6 separate regions of the Mus musculus genome follow, and all the other regions are linked to region 3. Evidence: chromatin contacts called from public promoter capture Hi-C data. All regions are on one chromosome and are shown on one strand. The core of a region is the stretch at or near the end of the contact, and the rest is flanking DNA. Distances in the headings are between cores, read along the strand shown.

Evidence for each region. Promoter capture Hi-C pulls out the DNA fragments that hold promoters and counts their contacts.
Region 1: a contact with region 3 is called in a promoter capture Hi-C map of liver, with 9 times the contacts expected there. The contact joins the promoter of Tab1 here to the promoter of Txn2 in region 3. A contact is called at or near these places in 3 of 39 promoter capture datasets (liver and pre-B cells).
Region 2: a contact with region 3 is called in a promoter capture Hi-C map of liver, with 6 times the contacts expected there. The contact joins the promoter of Atf4 here to the promoter of Txn2 in region 3. A contact is called at or near these places in 2 of 39 promoter capture datasets (both in liver) and 1 of 9 other capture datasets (liver).
Region 4: a contact with region 3 is called in a promoter capture Hi-C map of liver, with 6 times the contacts expected there. The contact joins the promoter of Fam83f here to the promoter of Txn2 in region 3. A contact is called at or near these places in 2 of 39 promoter capture datasets (both in liver).
Region 5: a contact with region 3 is called in a promoter capture Hi-C map of embryonic stem cells, with 6 times the contacts expected there. The contact joins the promoter of Pycrl here to the promoter of Txn2 in region 3. A contact is called at or near these places in 1 of 39 promoter capture datasets (embryonic stem cells) and 1 of 115 datasets of contacts at active chromatin or transcription factors (microglia).
Region 6: a promoter capture Hi-C map of hippocampal neurons shows a contact between it and region 3, with 3 times the contacts expected there. The contact joins the promoter of Zc3h3 here to the promoter of Txn2 in region 3.

What each region holds. Positions count from the first base shown.
Region 1 is chr15:80,131,517-80,134,587 of GRCm38.p6, forward strand. It overlaps Tab1 (TGF-beta activated kinase 1/MAP3K7 binding protein 1), which reads left to right and starts at 1,630. Exons shown (of 11, transcript NM_025609.3): 1 at 1,630-1,672. The coding sequence starts at 1,640. All of the region lies in intron 1 of Gm31253 (a long non-coding RNA gene), which reads right to left.
Region 2 is chr15:80,253,526-80,256,563 of GRCm38.p6, forward strand. Atf4 (activating transcription factor 4) reads left to right here and starts at 1,659. Exons shown (of 3, transcript NM_009716.3): 1 at 1,659-2,160; 2 at 2,682-2,996. The coding sequence starts at 2,774.
Region 3 is chr15:77,927,595-77,930,667 of GRCm38.p6, forward strand. Txn2 (thioredoxin 2) reads right to left here and starts at 1,400. Exons shown (of 4, transcript NM_019913.5): 1 at 1,313-1,400; 2 at 98-360. The coding sequence starts at 360.
Region 4 is chr15:80,670,342-80,673,207 of GRCm38.p6, forward strand. It overlaps Fam83f (family with sequence similarity 83, member F), which reads left to right and starts at 1,506. Exons shown (of 5, transcript NM_145986.2): 1 at 1,506-2,046. The coding sequence starts at 1,576.
Region 5 is chr15:75,920,222-75,923,324 of GRCm38.p6, forward strand. It overlaps Pycrl (pyrroline-5-carboxylate reductase-like), which reads right to left and starts at 1,339. Exons shown (of 6, transcript NM_025412.2): 1 at 1,155-1,339. The coding sequence starts at 1,245.
Region 6 is chr15:75,840,266-75,843,170 of GRCm38.p6, forward strand. It overlaps Zc3h3 (zinc finger CCCH type containing 3), which reads right to left and starts at 1,643. Exons shown (of 12, transcript NM_172121.1): 1 at 1,585-1,643; 2 at 1-299. The coding sequence starts at 1,630.

The sequences.
Region 1 (3,071 bases), core at 380-2,879, 2.2 Mb after region 3:
TCCACCTGAAGAGCCTCAGCTCAGAGCCTCTAAATAGAATCCAGTTATGTGCCAATCAAATCTTTCCAAAAGGCCTCCCGCTGTTGCTCGTGTCCTTGCACCGTCTCCCTTGGACCCTGTCCACTCCCCCCATCCCGCCCCTTCAGCTGCTCCATCTGTGATGTCTTTGCATGCTCAGCTTGTGTTCTGAGCTCTAGCCCCCCTACTGACTTGACAACGTCTCATCTCAGAACCACACCAAACTCAGCATGCTAACGTGGAACTCACACCTTTCTCTTGCTCCATAAACCTACCTGAGCCTGCAAAAAAAAATCTGCAGGGATCTTTGACACACTTCTTCCCATCAGCACTGTCTTTTTATTGTTGTTGTTTTCTCGAGACAGGGTTTCTCTGTGTTGCCCTGGCTGTCCTGGAATTCACTCTGTAGACCAGGCTAGCCCCGAACTCAGAAATTCGCCTGCCTCTGACTCCTAAGTGCTGGGATTAAAGGCATGTGCCACCACACTGGCCCATCAGCACTGTCTTAGGCCATTTCCTGTTGCTTTAATAAAATGCTTGATACTGGGGGGCTGGAGAGATGGCTCATCGGCTAAGAGCACTGACTGCTCTTCCAGAAGTCCCGAGTTCAAATCCCAACAGCCACATGGTGCCTCACAACCGTTTCTAATGGGACCTATGGGATCTGGTGTGTGAAGACAGTTATAGTGTACTCATACATAAATACACAAATCTTTTAAAAAAATTGATACTGGATTATTTATTCATTTAATGAAACAGGGTGTCATATAGTAGTCCATGCTGGTATCAAACTTCTGGTCCTCCTGTCTCTTCTTGTTGTTGTTTTTGTTTTTTTTTTTCAAGACAGGGTTTCTCTGTATAGCCCTGGCTGTCCTGGAACTCACTCTGTAGACCAGAAATCCGCCTGCCTCTGCCTCCCAAGTGCTGGGATTAAAGGCGTGTGTCACCACGCTCGGCTCCTCCTGTCTCTTCTTAAGGGATGGGATTACAGGACTCAAATTTATAATCCCCCTGCCTCAGTCTCCTAAACTCTGGGATTACAGTTGTGACTCTCCAAATCGAGCTTCCGCACCGTGCTTCTAGAACAAACAGACTCTTCCTTTGGGCACTGGCCAGTCACGCCAAGTGGCCTGCAATTACATTGCCAGCTAACACTACACTCCCATGTTACCGTCCATAAATTTAACTTCTGAGAATTTACAACTACTCGGAATTGCAGTCTTCTCCAAATCTAACTTCAGCTAGTTTGGCATTGGGGTGGCCTCCATTATAAGATCAGGCAGTCAGTCACCCACTACTCTTGTAAACTGAATCATTCGTTCTCTCTTGCTCCCTCCTCGCTAAGCCGCTTTAAATAGGATCTCAGGATCTCCATCGGGGTGAAAAAAAAATCCGGGAGAAAGCACACCCATAAAGACCCCAGGAAACAAGAAAGTCGAAGAAAGTAGGCTGATGGGGTTGGGGGTGGGGTGGGGGCAAGAGCCGCGCTTGCTCAAGGCGCCTCTGCTGCGCCTCCTCCGCTCCGCCGGGGGCGCTGTGGATAAGCTCCGCGGCAGCCCGAGCCGCTCTAGCCCCTCATCCCGCCACTCCGAGAGCCTGGCGCGCCGCGGGGTCCTCCAAGATGGCGGCGCAGAGGAGGAGCCTGCTCCAGAGTGTGAGGAAACCGACCCGCTCTCCGGGCTGGGAGGGTTGGGAGCTCGGGTGTGTCCTCGGGTGCAGGAACTGTTGTCTTTAGATGGCAGAGCATGGCCCTCTCGCCCCAGAGGCCTTTGGGGGCTTGCAGCGCGCGAGACCCACAGCCGGCTGGCGCCGCGCCTGTTCTGCGCGTGCGCGTCGCAGGCTGGGGCCTCTAGGGGGTCAAGGGCGCCGGGGTCCTGCGGAGTGGGAGCGTCCTCGAGCCGGAAGGGGACGTGGCGCCGCCGAGCGGGCCATCCGGAGCGTGGACACGACTAATAATAAATAGCCCCCCGCTTGTGTAAGGCGTGCTGTATCTCTGGCATTGTGTGGACCGCCTCGCGTTTATAAGCTTCGCCAGCAGCACCGGAGAATAGTTAGCGACTAAAAGTTTTTACAGACGAGGAAACCGAGGTCAGGCAGCTGGTGAGCGGCAGAGGCAGAGGCAGGATTAAAATAGTCTGGTTCCAGAAACACCCCTAAGGTTTAGGCTCCTCAAGTGAGGGCGTAGGGTTTTACTTCTGCCTCCCAGTTCACCGGGTCCCGTTGAAGGTTGGCTCCAGGCACCCCGACCTGGTCATCTGGACCTCCACGGTTTGATGTAGTCTACCCGTCCCTGCATCTTTCTCACATATGTGCAGTTACACATGTATGTATGTTAGCTCAGAGTACTGTTTGGATCTGCCAGGACAGGGCGGGGATCCCTTGGCCTTCCTTACCGTGGCACTCTGTAGGAGTTGCCTCTGGATGTCTGCTTCCTTGAAGACCAGCGCCTCTTAGCATGTTGACTTCACCACCCTACCACCCTTGCATGCTAGGTGCTTGGTCAGTGTCTGTCACAGAATGAGGAAATTGGTCAGGAACTAGGTCTTGGCTTTTCAAGGGTGGGGGGAAGTAGCTTGCCTGGCCTAGAGGATCTGAAGCCAGAGGGAGACGTGGGGGAAGAGAGAGATGGCTTTCCCTTCACTATTGTGTGCCTGCTCGGGCCTTTTGTAAAACCCTGGGAGTAAAGAGGTCTGGCTCTCTGTTTTGTAAGGTCCCAGAGGGCAAGGCCCTTGTATAAATGTCCCCATTGTAGAAAGCGTCTGGGGAACACTGATATGATTGTGACCTTGAGAGAAAGAGGGGCTGGGAAAAAAATAGTGACTGATGCCGACTGAGTTGGCTTGCTAACAAGAGAAAGGTCGACTGGGTCAAGTATCTTCTGTCTCTTCCTTGTGATGGGACCCAAAGAACACCAGTTAGGGCAGAGTGTAGGCTTTTCCCAGCACACAGAGAATGTGTTCTCTGTGTATGCTGGCGGACTTTAAAAAGGGGGAGGGAGGGCCGGCTTTAACCCGTAGTGTCTTGATGCTAGGGAAGGAACAGGAAAAGATAAC
Region 2 (3,038 bases), core at 409-2,908, 2.3 Mb after region 3:
AGCTGAGAAAAAATTTCCATGACTGGTTAAGCAAGCTTTGGCCAGCCAAACAGCCCCTCACTGGCTGTTTGGAGACTCTTATGGGAAAGCATTAGGGTTGATAGAAAACAGCTGTTGGGATAATTGGTTGTTAGCACCCTAACAGAAGAGTGGGGGGACTCCAGGCTGCCTGCAGGGTAGATACATGTGATAGAAAACAGCTGCTAGGATAATTGGCTGTTAGAAAGGAGGCCAGAAAAAGAAGTGCAAGCTTACACCACGTGGAAGGTTTCTGGGGAGGCACGTTTTTGTATAGCAAAAGGCAGTCATGTATCACAGGTTCAGGAGTTTAGCAAAGCAAGGGGTGGGCATACATCATAGAGTTAGGAACTCAGCATAGGTTAAAAACCATGGTTTGCAGGGTACATTATGCTTAGGGGACAGAAACTTGTAAGGGATGTCCACTTAATGTAGCAGTGTGGCTGCTGTTTTGGTTTCCAGAGCAAAGAGAGGACATAGTTACCCTTTTGTTGCTTTTGCATGGAAAGACTAGGTAACTTCTGTATGTGTGCACATGCACTTGTGACTTCTTTGGGTATAAAAACATCTCATTATGTAGGCCTCGTGTTTTATGGTTGGTTCCGTCTCAGTAAACAATAATAAAGGCTCCTCTGAGGAAGGAGGATGGAGTTAGGGATATAGGGACTGGAGAGTTAGGTTCGAATTAATAAATAGCAATCAATCATATAATCAAGGACGACCTTGAACTATGGTACCCGAGCGCTAGGGTTGGGTTGTACAAGGCTTGCAAATAATCACTGAGCAGTAAGTGGCAGGCACTGTGCCAGTTGAGTGGTATTTGTGTGAGTCACTTAAACAGAAGTGGAAACTCTTTTTAAGATTTCCAGGCTGGAGTTGGAAAGAGCCTCTCAGCACTCTCAAAACAGCATCCTTTATGGTGAGGCCTTGACCAGTACCTGGGGCTCCCGATCACTTAGGCGGCAGGCTCACTCATCAGGATGACTTCTTGGGAAGGTGATACCTGGAAGTTAAGGCTTGAGAGCCAACTGAATAAACCTGATCTTAAGGGAACTGACCCTATACAAACCGGCAGTGAGGGCCTCTATGATGGGAGGATGGGCATAGGAGGTTAGACCTGAGGTTAGGCATGTTTCCCCGGTTCAGGGGAAATCGCTGAACTGGAGGAACCGGAATATCTCCCAAGAAGACCCCAACACGAACGCCCTGCCTCCAAGTGCCGTCCCTGTCCCAGGACTGACAGGAAGCTGAAGGTTTGGACCAGCTAACTCAGAAGGGTCTCTCCACATGCCTGAAGCCTGCCCACTCGGTTCTGGAAACAACAAATACATGAAAAGATGGCTTCCAGCCCAAAGGTCACGCCTGGAAGCTGTTTGCTCGGTGCGGAGCGATGCCGGAGAGAGCAAATACACATGGATCACATCTGACAAGAGATGGCAGGTGTGACAGTCTGGCGCCCGGAACCTCTGGTGGCTCCTCCCTTTCCACGCAGACCCCTGATCCTAGAGCGCCCAGGTGCAGAGCCAATAGGAACTTGAGGTTTAGGTGACTCGCCACGCCTGGGCCAATCAGCTCGACGCGCGCTCCGACGGCGTCTCGCGTGATAACCTGGCAGCTTCGGCTTTGACCGTCAGAGCTTTGGCTAGGTGTCCCACCCCGCCTTGTAAGACACCGGAAATTCGTCAACGAGCGATCCCTCCGCGCTCCGGAACCAGACCGCGGCTGGTCGTCAACCTATAAAGTAGTGCACTTTTCTCTCATGGGGCCTTTAGGACGATCTCTAACGCCACAGTTACCCCCCGAGCACAGCGGAGAAGGGTTGGGGCGGGCGAGGGCGTCAGTGAGAGGCGGTTTGGTGGCGCTGCGGTAGGATCACGTGACCACAGTGGGAGGATACGCGGTGTGCTGCGTCCCTGGCCGAGGCTATAAAGGGCGGGTTTAGGGCGTGCCGCCGCCATTTCTGCTTGCTGTCTGCCGGTTTAAGTTGTGTGCTCGGGTGTCCCTTTCCTCTTCCCCTCCCGCAGGGCTTGCGGCCACCATGGCGTATTAGAGGCAGCAGTGCCTGCGGCAGCGTTGGCCTTTGCAGCGGCGGCAGCAGCACCAGGCTCTGCAGCGGCAACCCCCACCGGCCTAAGCCATGGCGTGAGTATGGGGCCGGCCGCGGAGGGCGGGGGCCTCGCTGTGGTTGGGTGCGGCCCGGGCGCGGTGGCCGGCACACGCGGTTTTACAAGCGGCCGGACGCGTCGGCCTTGTTTGCGTTGCCTGCGACGCCGGCGCTCCCGGGCAGAGCTGGGCGGAGGAGTGTCTAAAGCGCTACTGCTGCCCCTTCGTCCTGTCTTAGCTTAATCATCTCGGGCTCACCGGGGTCCCCGTGTCATCCTGCGAACGTGGCGATGCCCAAGATGGCGGTGGGGCGGGGGTGTGAGTCACGGGGGCGGGGCGCGGCGGCCTTGGCCGTATTAGGACGCGAGGACAAGCTGCTTCCTCTGGGTGGCCGGTGAAGCAAAGCTAAGCCTCCATCTTGTGCAACCCGAGCTGGCGGCCGGGGAGGCTTACACAATGGCCTTGGGCCCGCGTGCTCTCCCTGTAGACGCTTCTGGGATTTGGCCATCCGGCATCTTAGATAGAAAGATGACTGGACTTGCTTTTGGGTCCCCATCCAGGCTCTTCACGAAATCCAGCAGCAGTGTTGCTGTAACGGACAAAGATACCTTCGAGTTAAGCACATTCCTCGAATCCAGCAAAGCCCCACAACATGACCGAGATGAGCTTCCTGAACAGCGAAGTGTTGGCGGGGGACTTGATGTCCCCCTTCGACCAGTCGGGTTTGGGGGCTGAAGAAAGCCTAGGTCTCTTAGATGACTATCTGGAGGTGGCCAAGCACTTGAAACCTCATGGGTTCTCCAGCGACAAGGCGGGCTCCTCGGAATGGCCGGCTATGGATGATGGCTTGGCCAGTGCCTCAGACACCGGCAAGGGTGAGTAGGACGGCTGTCCTGGTGTGCCCTTTTCATATGGAT
Region 3 (3,073 bases), core at 150-2,649:
GTATGTAGATAAGCATTACACATGGTAGAGAGCCATAGTGAGCCCTCAATAAATACTTAAGTAAGACCCTCCATCTCTTACTGTCCCCAGTACTCACTGTGCATGAAAGTCCACAACAACTGGTGTCTCACTGTTGACAACTCTGTCTTGAAAGTCAGGTCCATCCTGGACGTTAAAGGTCGTCAAACAGACTCTGGTGGTGTGTACTGTCCGGGCTGGGCTGGGCATTACTGTTAGACCACCAGCATTGTACTGAGGGGTCTGCAGGGTCTTAGAGGTGAGGGAAGCCCACACACCCTGAGGAGGCTTCCTGGAGATGACTGAGGTCAGGAACCTCCCCAGGAGGAGCCGCTGAGCCATCTGTGGGAGCAAGAGGCAGGAAGAGCTGGGGCCATGCAATAGGAAGTCAACACACTAGGAAAACAAAGAATTCTGGAATAATGAGGTGTTGGGAACATACAGAATTGGAAGCAAGATGCATGGAAATACTGTAATATATGATTTTCAAAGGCCAGGTGTGGTGGGGCCCACCTGTCAATCCTCCTCCTGGGAGGCGAGGCAGGTGATATAAGGCAAGGTCAGTTTGGGCTAGACAATAAAACCTGGTCTCTAAAACCTCCCCACGACAACAAAAAAAAAATATCTAGAGGTGAGTAAGGAGTCAGCATCACTGAATAGACGTTAAGTTAGAAGGGCAGAAAAACTGGGTTGACAGCCAAAAAGAAATCAAGGCTGAGGTGGAATTATAAAAGGTCAATGGAGGGAGGGACAAGGCTCAAGTGCCTTACATCACTGTGTATAGCCCAATGCCCCCCCCCCCCACACACACACACATCACTGGCTCTCTCTGATCAACTCTGAAGAAACCTTATAATACCGTCCATACTCAGGGCAACAGGTAGGTTAAGTGCCATGCCCAACGTAGGCCAGTTTTTAAAGTACAGCTAATTGGAACCCAAGGCCGTCTGTAAAATTTTTATCAGTCATTCTTTTAAAAAAGTGTTTTTATGGGAAATTAAGGAAAGGGAAGCTGTCGAAGAATGAGCGAAGAAGACTCCCAACTACGGAAGGAGGAACTGAGAGGCGTAGGAACCGGCCATGGGGTACCAAAGTGAAGCGGGTGGCATGTGTACGGAGGGAAGCCCAAAGAATGGACACGTGTTGGGGAGGGTGGGGGACAGGGAGACTGGGAGCACAGGACGTGCAGCTGCCAAGGCCACCTCCTCCCTCTAGGGGCATCCCCCTGCCGATCGCCTTCCTGCAGAGAAGCGCGCCGCCAGCCCGGCTCAGCCCACCCCGCAAGGGCTCCTACCTCCCGGCAGTGCGAGCAGAGGGATGCAGAGCCCAGCCGGCCTGCCCGTCAAGGGCACTCCTGTTGTCACTTCCTCAGGGGCAGGTCTAGCGTCATTTCCGGGAAAGACTATGCGGACGACGTTTCTCTGCAACTTGGGGGCGGCTCGGTTTTTTTCACCAATGAGGAGGACGGAAAAATGTAGGGCTGAAGGGGCGCGACCGGAAGGAATGGGATCGTGGAGGAGGGACCGGAAAATGTGTGGGACCAGTGAGGGAGGAGATGGGTGAGAGGGCGGGAAGGAAGGAGTGGCTTTGGAACAAGCTCCTGCTGTGTTGCGCCTCTTGGCATTGCCCACCCTTGGATCTGAGCTCTGGAAAGGGCTGGAAGGCTGTGTTCACTTTAATGCCGAGGAAGCTCTGTTCTCGACAGAAGCTTAGTGTTAAAAGGAAGAGATTCCCGGGCTGGGGTTATGGCTCAATTGGATTCCTGTCTAGCACACCCAAAGCCTGGCTTCTCAATACCAAGTAAACTGGGTGTGATGGCACACACCTAATCCCAGGACCCCGGAGGGCTCAGGAGTTCAAAGTCATCCTCGATACTTAGGAACTACGTGAGATCCGGTCGTGTGTGTGGTGTGTGTGTGTGTACACATGTCGCATTAAGGGGTTATTCTGCCGTTTTTGATTCTTTTCTGCCCAACCTAACTTCTTATGATTGAGCAAGTCCCTCTGCCCCTAAGGGCTGGCGGTACTTCTAAAGCCCTTACCTTTTGTACTGTCATGTCTTACTTTTTGGAACTGTCAAGGAAGCACTATCCAAGGTAAAGTGTAGGGCTTTCTCTCCATTCCCACTGGCATGAGTGACTGAGGTGTAAGTCCCTCATTTATGCATATTGTAACCAGTATTCCAGCCCCTTACGATCGGGGAACACGTTGCTGTCCACCTTCCCTTCCATACCTTTGCTCACTTTGAACTTTGTCTCTGGGTACTTAGAACACCTGCTCACCTTATCTTCTCTGAATAGTACTGCTTTCTTCTCACTAGCGCCTGCTTTATAATCCTCCAGAACACATGGACAACGTCTCTTTCTGAGAGTAGGGACTTGTGGTTGTCTCATCTGCATATACTTAGCGCCAACCTGGTACAATGCCCAGCACAGAGAGGCTGTTCAATAGACACTAAGTTGAGAATCTTTGCGCACCTCAGCAAGTGGTTTCTGTCAGAGGGGTTATGTGATGTGTCCCAGCAGATGGACTCCATCTACCACCCTATTTTAACCCACTCTCTCAATAATTAGTGGTTTGCTGAGGCGTCTTTGTGTTCTACATCTGCAGTTGTGCCTGGAAGGCTCTCCCAGAGCTCTCTGAGAAAAGTGCTACTAGGTACTAGATTCTGCACTGTCTCTGGGTCCCTTTTCTGTCTGCTCCAGTGGAGGTCAGCCCTCGTCTTTGCAACTGACAGCCACCAGTCTCTGTTCATTGTTTTGTTATCTGTTTCTTTTCTTTTTTTAGATGTATTTATTTTATGTATATAAGTACACTGTCACTGTCTTCAGGCACACCAGAAGAGGGCATCGGATCCCATTACAGATGGTTGTGAGCCACCATGTGGTGGAATTGAACCTCTGGAAGAGCAGTCAGTGCTCTTAACCACTGAGCCATCTCTCCAGCCCTCTCTCTTTTACTTTTGTCCTCCCTCTCTCCCCCTCTCTGTCTTCTTACTTCTTTTTTCTCTCCTCTCTTTCTACCTCTGTTCTCTCTCCATCTCCCCTCCATCCTC
Region 4 (2,866 bases), core at 256-2,755, 2.7 Mb after region 3:
ACGGGGCTGTGGGGTATAGATCAATGAAAGAGCCCTTTCCTAATTTTCCAAAGCCCTGAGTTTTATCCCAAGCACAGAGGAGGGAGGGAGGGAGGGGGAGAGAGAGAGAGAGAGAGAGAGAAGGAAGGAGTGAGAGAGAGAGAGAGAGAGAGAGAGAGAAGGAAGGAGTGAGAGAGAAGGAGTGAGAGAGAGAGAGAGAAGGAAGGAGTGAGAGAGAGATAGAAGGAAGGAGAGAGAGAGAGGGAGAGAGAGAGAGAGAGAGATGCCTATTGACTCCTTCATACACACCCCTAATAACCCCAATAACCTCTGTTTCTTTATAAGAACAAGCAAAGGAGGCCACATGTTGGGAAAGGACCTCCCTCACCGCAGAGAGCATAGCAGTTCCTTTGCTTAGCCGCTCCTTTCTCGGGAGATATAGAAAAGCATTTATTTCTAGGCCTCAATTTCCTCGTTTGTGAAATGAGGGGGTTGGACTCATTTCTAAAGCTCCTTCCAGCTCCAAGTCGCTGTGCTACAAAATGAGAGAAATGTGAACCTTTGGTTGCTATGATCTGAAAATATTTTGAATGTGGAGAATCAAAATTGTACAGCAGCACACGAACAAAATAATATGTTAATGACTAAGAAGATTGTATTTAATCCAATGGGAAACAGCAGATCCTCTGGTGGTGATGGTGGTGGTGTGCACGCGCGTGTCTGTGCTCAGCTTCCTTCCTTGGGCTCAAACATGTATTTTGAATCGCTAATATAGTAATCAGGCCTCTGGCAGCCTATCAGGCCCAAACACACGCACACACCACTTCAAATTAAAATGAGGGGCAAATCCACTGCCTCCTGCTTACATCTTTGCTATTTGGGTGATTCTTTTAGGAGAAAAAAATTTTGTAGTGACGGTGTTGGTGTTGAATTGACAGCCCCTGGAGGCCTCTGATCTCAGAACTGGGACGCGTGGGCGGGAGAACTAGGGATTTCATTAGCATCTTTGCTTTCCCACACAGACTGCCCCCTACACAGTCCGACGATCTAGCCCAACAGCACACACACTTGGACCCTGAAGGCCGGAGTGGGTCAGGATGCTACTAAATTCCGCAGGCGTCCGGACTAGAACACGTGCTCTGGGCCCTGCCTGCGGGAAGATGAGGCTGTACCCGCGGGGCTGAGTCCCGAGGGTGCTGGAGGCGTAAAGGGGTCAGGTCGCCGACCTTCCCTGCACTGATGGGTCGCAGCTGGGAGGCGGGCGTGACTCAAAGGCCGCACGTGCCTCTGACCACAGCCGGGCTTTCACTTCCACGCCGACACTCTGCACCCCAGCCGGGCTAAGTAGGCCAGAGACGCAGGGCGTCGGCTGAGCCGCCCGTGAGGTCCCCGCAAGCCCTGCAGAGGCGGCGGTCCCTCTCCGCCCGACGGCCGCGCCCGCACCGGGGCCCGCGCCGATTGGCCGACTGGCGATCGCTGGGCGGGCCGAGGCGGACCTCGCGGCCAGGTGAGGCGCCCCGCCCCTCGAGCGCTCCAGGTGCGGCGGTGGGGACAGCAGGGTCCGAGCCTGGGGCCCCGGGACAGGGCTGGGGCGCCATGGCCGAGTCCCAACTGAGCTGCCTGGACGAGGCGCACGTGAACGAGAGGGTGACCGAGGCACATGCAGCTTTCTACTACTGCGAGAGGCGGCGGGCCGCGCTGGAGGCGCTGCTGGGTGGAGGCGAGCAGGCCTACCGCGAACTGGTCAAGAAGGAGCGGCTGCGGGACTTCCTCTCCAGCCAGGAGCGCCAGGCCCTCTGCGCCGCCTGGAGCCCCTACGAGGAGGCAGTCTCCAGCACCCGTGCCAAGGCTAAGGCCAAGGCCAAGGTCCCGGCCCAGCCCACTGAGTCCCTGGCCTACTGGCCAGACCGCTCGGACACCGAAGTGCCCCCACTGGACCTGGGGTGGACAGACACCAACTTCTACCGCGGTGTGAGCCGAGTCACGCTCTTCACCCACCCGCCCAAAGAAGAGAAGGCACCGCACCTGAAGCAGGTGGTCAGGCAGATGATCCAGCAGGCCCAGAAGGTAGGCCTCGGGCCCCAGTCCTGCACCAGAGGGACCCCCCACACACACACACACTCCCCTGCCTGGTCTCACTTGCGGGCCACTCTCACCATCCTCTGGGAAATGGACCCCCGCTGGCGCTCACCTTGTGCAGCTGTGATGAGACCTTTTGAAAGATGGATGTGTAAGTTCGTGGCAAAGCACTGGTTTTTCTTACTACAGTGTCTAGGTGCGCTAGCCTTGTGTTGGTATACCTCTGTCACCATCCATCTTCCTTGGGCAGTGTGACAGTTGTGAGGCCCTGTGCTAAACTAGCCACTCAAAGGGCTTGATCATGAACTATCACCAGGGATTTATTTACAAGGCGTATCCTCGGCCGTTTCCCTATTTGATCTTCACAATCGCATGAAGTTGGTAATAGCCTCCCTTCCCCTCTGGGCCAGATGAGCTTTTCTTAGGAGCCTTTCTCCCCCAAACAACCCGACTTTCCCATTATCATCCTCTCCTGGGCTTGGCACTAGAGCCCAAGCAGGCTCAAATGAATGAGGAACGCTATTTTAAGCTCTAGCAGTGGCTTGGCCCAGTGTTGGGTGCTCCCACAAAGCACTGGACCAAGCTCAGGAAGAGGCTCCTACTTTGCCCATCTGCTCTGCTTGGGTGTTGAGAGATGTTTCCAAGGAGCCTGGTTAGAATACCAGTTGGACAGCTGGCTGTGGGGTAGGTGAAAGACTAATCTTTTCCTCTGTGCCCTTGGGTACTTGGGTAGTTTCCAGATAAAATGTGGGCTATTGCATTAAATTCAAACTTCAAATAGGTCTTTTTGTATCTTTTTATTCCAAAT
Region 5 (3,103 bases), core at 89-2,588, 2.0 Mb before region 3:
ACGTGTAAACTGCTAAGGCTTGTAGGAAGCCCTCCTCCCATGATCATGGGCCTCTGGACTTTGAAATACAACTGAAAGCAGAGAGCCAAAGGTCACCAACTTCCTCTACCCGCAATCTGTTCATAAAGTTTTCTAAATACTGTACAGCCGTGCTGGGCCAGTAAAACATCAGTTATATACACCAGCAGTCCTCAGCCCGGAAGAGTTTGCCTCTCTCCCCACCATACCCCTCAAGCTCCAGGTAGCAGACATTTGGAACTGGTGGAGAAACGTCAGTCTTCAAATTCAAGGTATTGTTGCCATAAAGAAATGACAAACCAGCGATAGCAGGCACTCTTCAGAGCACAGGGCCAATCCTCTTCCTCCCGAGTGTCCTCACAGCTGCCCACCTCTGAGAGTGGGGGCTGAGGAATGGGTAGCCTTTGGTTAAGCCAGAGGCTGAGGAGGAAGAGGCCAGGACGTCAGACATTTAACTTGGCATTAAGTCGGTTCAATCTAAGGCACGATTTGAGCCACATATGGAACTAGAAACTCGCAGCCACATTAAGGAGATAAAAAGTTAAAAGCGAGTCAGCGAGTGGCTCACACTTTTAATTCCAACACTCTGGGAGGCAGAAAAAGGTGGATCCCTGAGTTCAGGATCAGCCTGGTCTACCTGGGAGTTCCAGGCCAAATGAACCCTGTCTCGAAAAGAAAAGAAAAGAAAAGAAAAGAAAAGAAAAGAAAAGAAAAGAAAAGAAAAGAAAAGAAAAGAAAAGAAGAGAAGAGAAGAGAAGAGAAGAAGAGAAAAGAAAAGAAACAAGCAAACTCCACTACAAAGAAGTCACACGTGAAGTCAATCGTAATATTCTTTAATGCAATACATTTAAAGGAATATTCACCAATACAATCAATGTTAAATAAATGAACTGGTTTTTTTTGGTTTTTTTCCCCCACACCTCGCCTAACATGCCCACTCACCGGCCTGGGAAGGGACTGCGGACTCATCCAGCGATCCTGGAGGCCTTAATAGAGTCCTGATGTATGATTCTCACCCAGGAAACCAGCGAATTCACCCTACTGGCCCTTGGTGTACCACGTGCGCCCCTCCCGCCAAGGCTTACGAACTCCTCCCATTAGAACGAAAGCTCCCCCAGCCAGGCCTCGCCTCCCACCTGCTTGGATGAGGCCTCGGGCAATGGCCTCCGCCATGCGGCCTGCACCCACGAAGCCCACACGCCGAGGTTCAGACATTGTCGCCGCCATCCTGCTCTGAGCTGGCCTTCTCTCGTCCTTGCGGCAGCGGGTCCCGCCCACTAGAACTGCTTTGACCGACAGAAGCGACTGGGCGGGTTTGGGAGGACAGAGGGGCGGGGCGGGGCGGGGCGGGGCGGGCGCAGACACTTGGATTTTGACGCTTGAGGCGGGATTTCCCCCAAGCTTTGGTAAACCATTGGTCAGTGATTTTGCTGAGGGGAAAGAAGAGAAAGGAAGGGGAGCTAGTCCTAAGCAGGCTGTCTAATTCCTCCTGAGAAGCCTGAAGCTAGCTAGAGTCTCTCCAAAACCCTTACAGAGAGATTTAGAGGGGGAGAAAAACAAAAAAAACAAAAACCAAAAAACGCTTGAACCACTCCAGGATGGGCCTGGGGTGTAAGGTAGGTACTCCAAGCTCTTGCCTAGCTTGGGTGCCTTGGGTTCAGTCCTCGGAGTGGGTTCTGGTTCTCTACATTAAAAGCAGCACTAACCATCAGTCACTAATACACAGCACTTATTTTTTAATTTAAAAAAAACTTTTGAGTGCTTTAGTGTCTCACCAAAATAGTTATCTGTATTGAATTCCACATATAGTGACATTTAGTCACTTAGCTGGCTATATGTATAGTCATTTAGCTAAAGTGAGAGCAGAGGAAAGAAAAAGCAAGCAAATCAAGAAGCCCAAAACAGAAAAAAAGGCAGGTTTTCATGAGCAATCAGAAGCCTGGCTGTGGTGGCACACACCTTTGGTCTCAGTCCCAGGCAGGTGGAGCTCAAGTTTGAGGCCAGCCTGGTCTACAAAGCAAATTCCAGAACAGTCAAGGCCACAGAGAGAATCCCTGTCTAACTAACTAACTAACTAACTAACTAAATAAATAAATAAATAAAATGATCAGGATCCCAGCCTTCGTCTCATCCAAATTACCAATTCAAACAACCACCAGCATACAGGTGGTTTGTTGCTGTCTTGTTTTGAATGTGCATAATTAGGCAAACTAGAACACAGCACTTAGAAGGGCAGTGCATGCTGTCTTTGGACTGTGAGGTCCCACAGTAAAGATGGTCATCTCCTGCTTGCCACAATTGGGATGTGATGGCCAGTCCTTCCCTCTCTCTCACTGTGCGAGGTGAAGAGTTATAATTTCCTAATCTTTCCCCAGACCCCACCTGAAGCCTACAAGCACTAAGTCTGCCTGACATTAGATGGACACCTGTAAAACCAGGAGCTAAAAACTACAGCTAAATAAGGCTTTTCCTTCTTAGACATTAACTGTCTCAGGTAGCAACAGGGAACCTGCAGAATCCTCAATATGGAGACAAAAATCCATTCTATGGGGTGAGGGACATGAGTGTAAAGAACTTGTGTATTCTGGGCGGCACCCAGAAATGTTCAAGGCTGAGACTTGGCCTCAAGTCTGTCGGAAAGTGTATGCAGCTGTCTGGCCAGAGTGATCAAGGCACTCTGATTCTTAGGACAGGGTGCATTTCTTGACATAATGACACGTTTAACACTGACTGGTGGTCACTGGACAACTGAGTGTCTGGCAAGTTCTGATAGACTCAGATCAGCTCTTCCTGGGGGCTGGGAGCTACATCCTTAATTCCTTCCTTAATGTCCTGGCCTGCTTGGTGGATGCTCATCAGAGGGTGAGGTTTAAAGGTGGAGATGGGTGCTGGGAAGGCATGGGCCTGAGGTAGGCTGGGCGGTACAACATAGGAGGGGACAGCTGACACTGCTCTAAGAGGATGAAAGACCTGGCAGGTTGTGACTGTCCTGCTGGAAGACAGAAGGCCTCAGATGCAGGCTGAGAACCAAGGGTGAGGGAAAACATTTGGATATCTTAATACTTCAGGGAGGTGAGAGGCAGAA
Region 6 (2,905 bases), core at 393-2,892, 2.1 Mb before region 3:
GACCTGTCTCTCCAGTACATACTGCTGGGGTTCAGGATGCTGGCTATCCTCAGACCTGAGGGATGTCTGAAAAGCAGGATCGCTGGCTGGGTCAGAAGATTCCACAGGCTGATTCACAAGGGAGTATTTCTTGCGCCACGAAGGGCCATGGTGTGAGGAGAAGCCCCTCCGACTTGGACGGGAGTAGCGGGCGCCAAAGGTCCTGCCACCCGGGAACATGGGTGGCTGCCACCGAGTAGCTGATGAGTTGCCCAGGGCAGGGCCATTGCCGTGGAGTGTTTTATAGTCATCAATTAGACCTGAGAAGGCAGAATCACACGCTCAGTTACCTAGGAGATGTGAATAAAAACAGCACCAATCAAGACTACTACCCCTACCCTAATACTCCAGACCTGCTCGCCTTGCTGACTTGAGAGCAGTCCTAAGTGACTGGAAACCATGTAAAGTTCAGTCCAAATCTCTAGGCTTGTCAATTCTGTGAGCACTTCTCCATCACTATTAGTATTTGGCTTGCTTATCCTGAAGATGGCAGCTTTTGTGGTATGACTGCTTCTACCCCCTGGCCTATGAGATCTACAATGTTCTGAGAGCAAGTGTCACTCCCTATACCAAAAAAAAAAAAACAAAAAAAACAAAAAACAAAAAACAAAAAAAACCAAAAAAAAAAACAAAAAAACAAAAAAAAACAGTCAGGGACCAGAAACCTGTGGTGCCTGGGTAAGAACTGGACAAGTCTTCCACTGAGGCCCTGTAGTTTACCCACTCACGGGGAAAATTGCAGGACTGCACCATAGTGCATAACTGTCTTCTCAGAACTGACGCTTCTCTAACCCAGTACGTGACAGACAGAAATAAAAAACAAAAAAACAAAAACACAATGATGACCCAACAGCTAACTAACATCATCTCCTACAGAAAAACACCTGATACCACCACCACAAGGATTTTCCAATGAAGTGACTCATGGAGCCCTGGAAGAAGAGTGAAGGAACGCCAGCAGGCTCGCTGGATCCCCAATAACCAAACACACACACACACAGGGCCTGCCTCGACCCTCGAATCCTGCCAGACACCTCCGGTCGGGTGTTAGGGAAACGCACGAAGTAGTCTCAAATAGGAAGGCCACTTGGACTCTCCTTAGGACATGCTTTTGTGGGGGAAACTTTGAAAACGATATGAACGCTTATAAAGACCAACTTGAGTCTAAACATTTGAAGCTGAAGCTGGTGCCTGGGTAGTCAGCCCTGAGTACGTGGGGGCTGTGCCTGAATCGAGCCAAAGGCACTCAACGGCAGCGGAAGAGAAACGCTTCCGAGCCAGCCGAACCTGGAAGTCGGCTGCCGCGACCACTCGCTGGTAAGACCACCGTGCTATCATCTCCTGACAGCCCCTTGGAGGCCCGGCCCGCTCCCTCGCCCCGAAGCCTGGCGGGTCTGTCACGCGAGGGCCGAACCCGACTCGGCCGCTCCGATGCCCACCCATGACGACCATCGGGAGACCGCAACCGACAGCACTCGCTTCGGAGAGGGTCTACGGCGATCACAAGAAACAAGGGAACACACGGCCCGACCGCAGCCAGCTCACCCTGCAGGAGGCGTATCTGCCGCCGCAGCTGCTCCTTTTCCTCCATCTCCGGAGTCCGCGACGCCTAGCCAGACCCCCTCGACGTCATCGCCGCGCGACTGGTCCCCGCAGGCGGGGAGGAGAGAACGCCGAACTTCACTATGCGTGGACACGGGGTTGGAAGGCACCGTCGCCCCGGCAACCCTGGAAGGACGCATGCGCAGAACGAGAAAAATCCGTCATCTTGAAGCGCCCGGAAGTGGCCCGCAATCTGGCTTCTGCACCAATTCCTGCGCATCATTTCCACCGCTGGGGGTTCCTCGGAAGACTTGGAGGAGATAGGTTGCTAACAGTTTCCCCTAGACCCAGGAATTCCTTTTATCAATTTATTTGTTTGAGACAGGATGTATTTCTGGCTGGAGAGAAACATAACTGGGGAACTCGCTATGTAGACTAGGCTGGCCTCGAACTTACGGAAGTTCTCTTTCCTCTGCCTCCGGACCTGGAATCAAAGGGATGCCATTTTAACGCCTTTGCTGCCGCAGCAGCACGAGAACAGCGAAAAGGAATCGGAGGCAATTTTTTTTTTCGGATGATTACAGGTGTTAAGAAAATTCTTGAGGGCATTTAGTAGGAAAGGCTGCAACCTCTAGAAAATACTGAAAAAAAAAAAAAACTCACGGTAGTTACCACGTGATCAGACAGTCCCACGTCTAGGTGTATAACCAACGCGTAGAAAACACCGATTCTAACATATTTGTATGTCATTATTTATAATAGCTAACCCGAATGACTGTTTACATGGAAATGGGATATTATCCAGTGATTTGTTTTGTTAGAGACAGAATCTCGCTATGTACCTCTGTCTGTCCTGGAATTCCCTATGTAGACCAGGCTGGCCTGGAACTCTCAGAAATCTGCCTGCCTCTGCCACCCAAGTGCTGCAATTAAGAGTGTGCCACTATGTAGGAATGTGCAGTATCTTTGGAGCCCTAAGGCCTCAAGTCCGGCCAAGCCTCTACCAGTGAGCTACATCTGCATAGTCTACTGTTACGCCTGAAAAAGAAGTTCTAGAAGCTGGGTTTGATAGTGAATACCTGTAAGACAAGCATTAAGAAGTGAGGGTAGGGGCTGGTGAGATGGCTCAGTGGGTAAGAGCACCCGACTGCTCTTCCGAAGGTCCGGAGTTCAAATCCCAGCAACCACATGGTGGCTCACAACCATCTGTAACAAGATCTGACTCCCTCTTCTGTAGTGTCTGAAGACAGCTACAGTGTACTTACTTACATATAATAAATAAATAAATCTTTAAAAAAAAAAAAAGAAGAAGTGAGGGTAGATA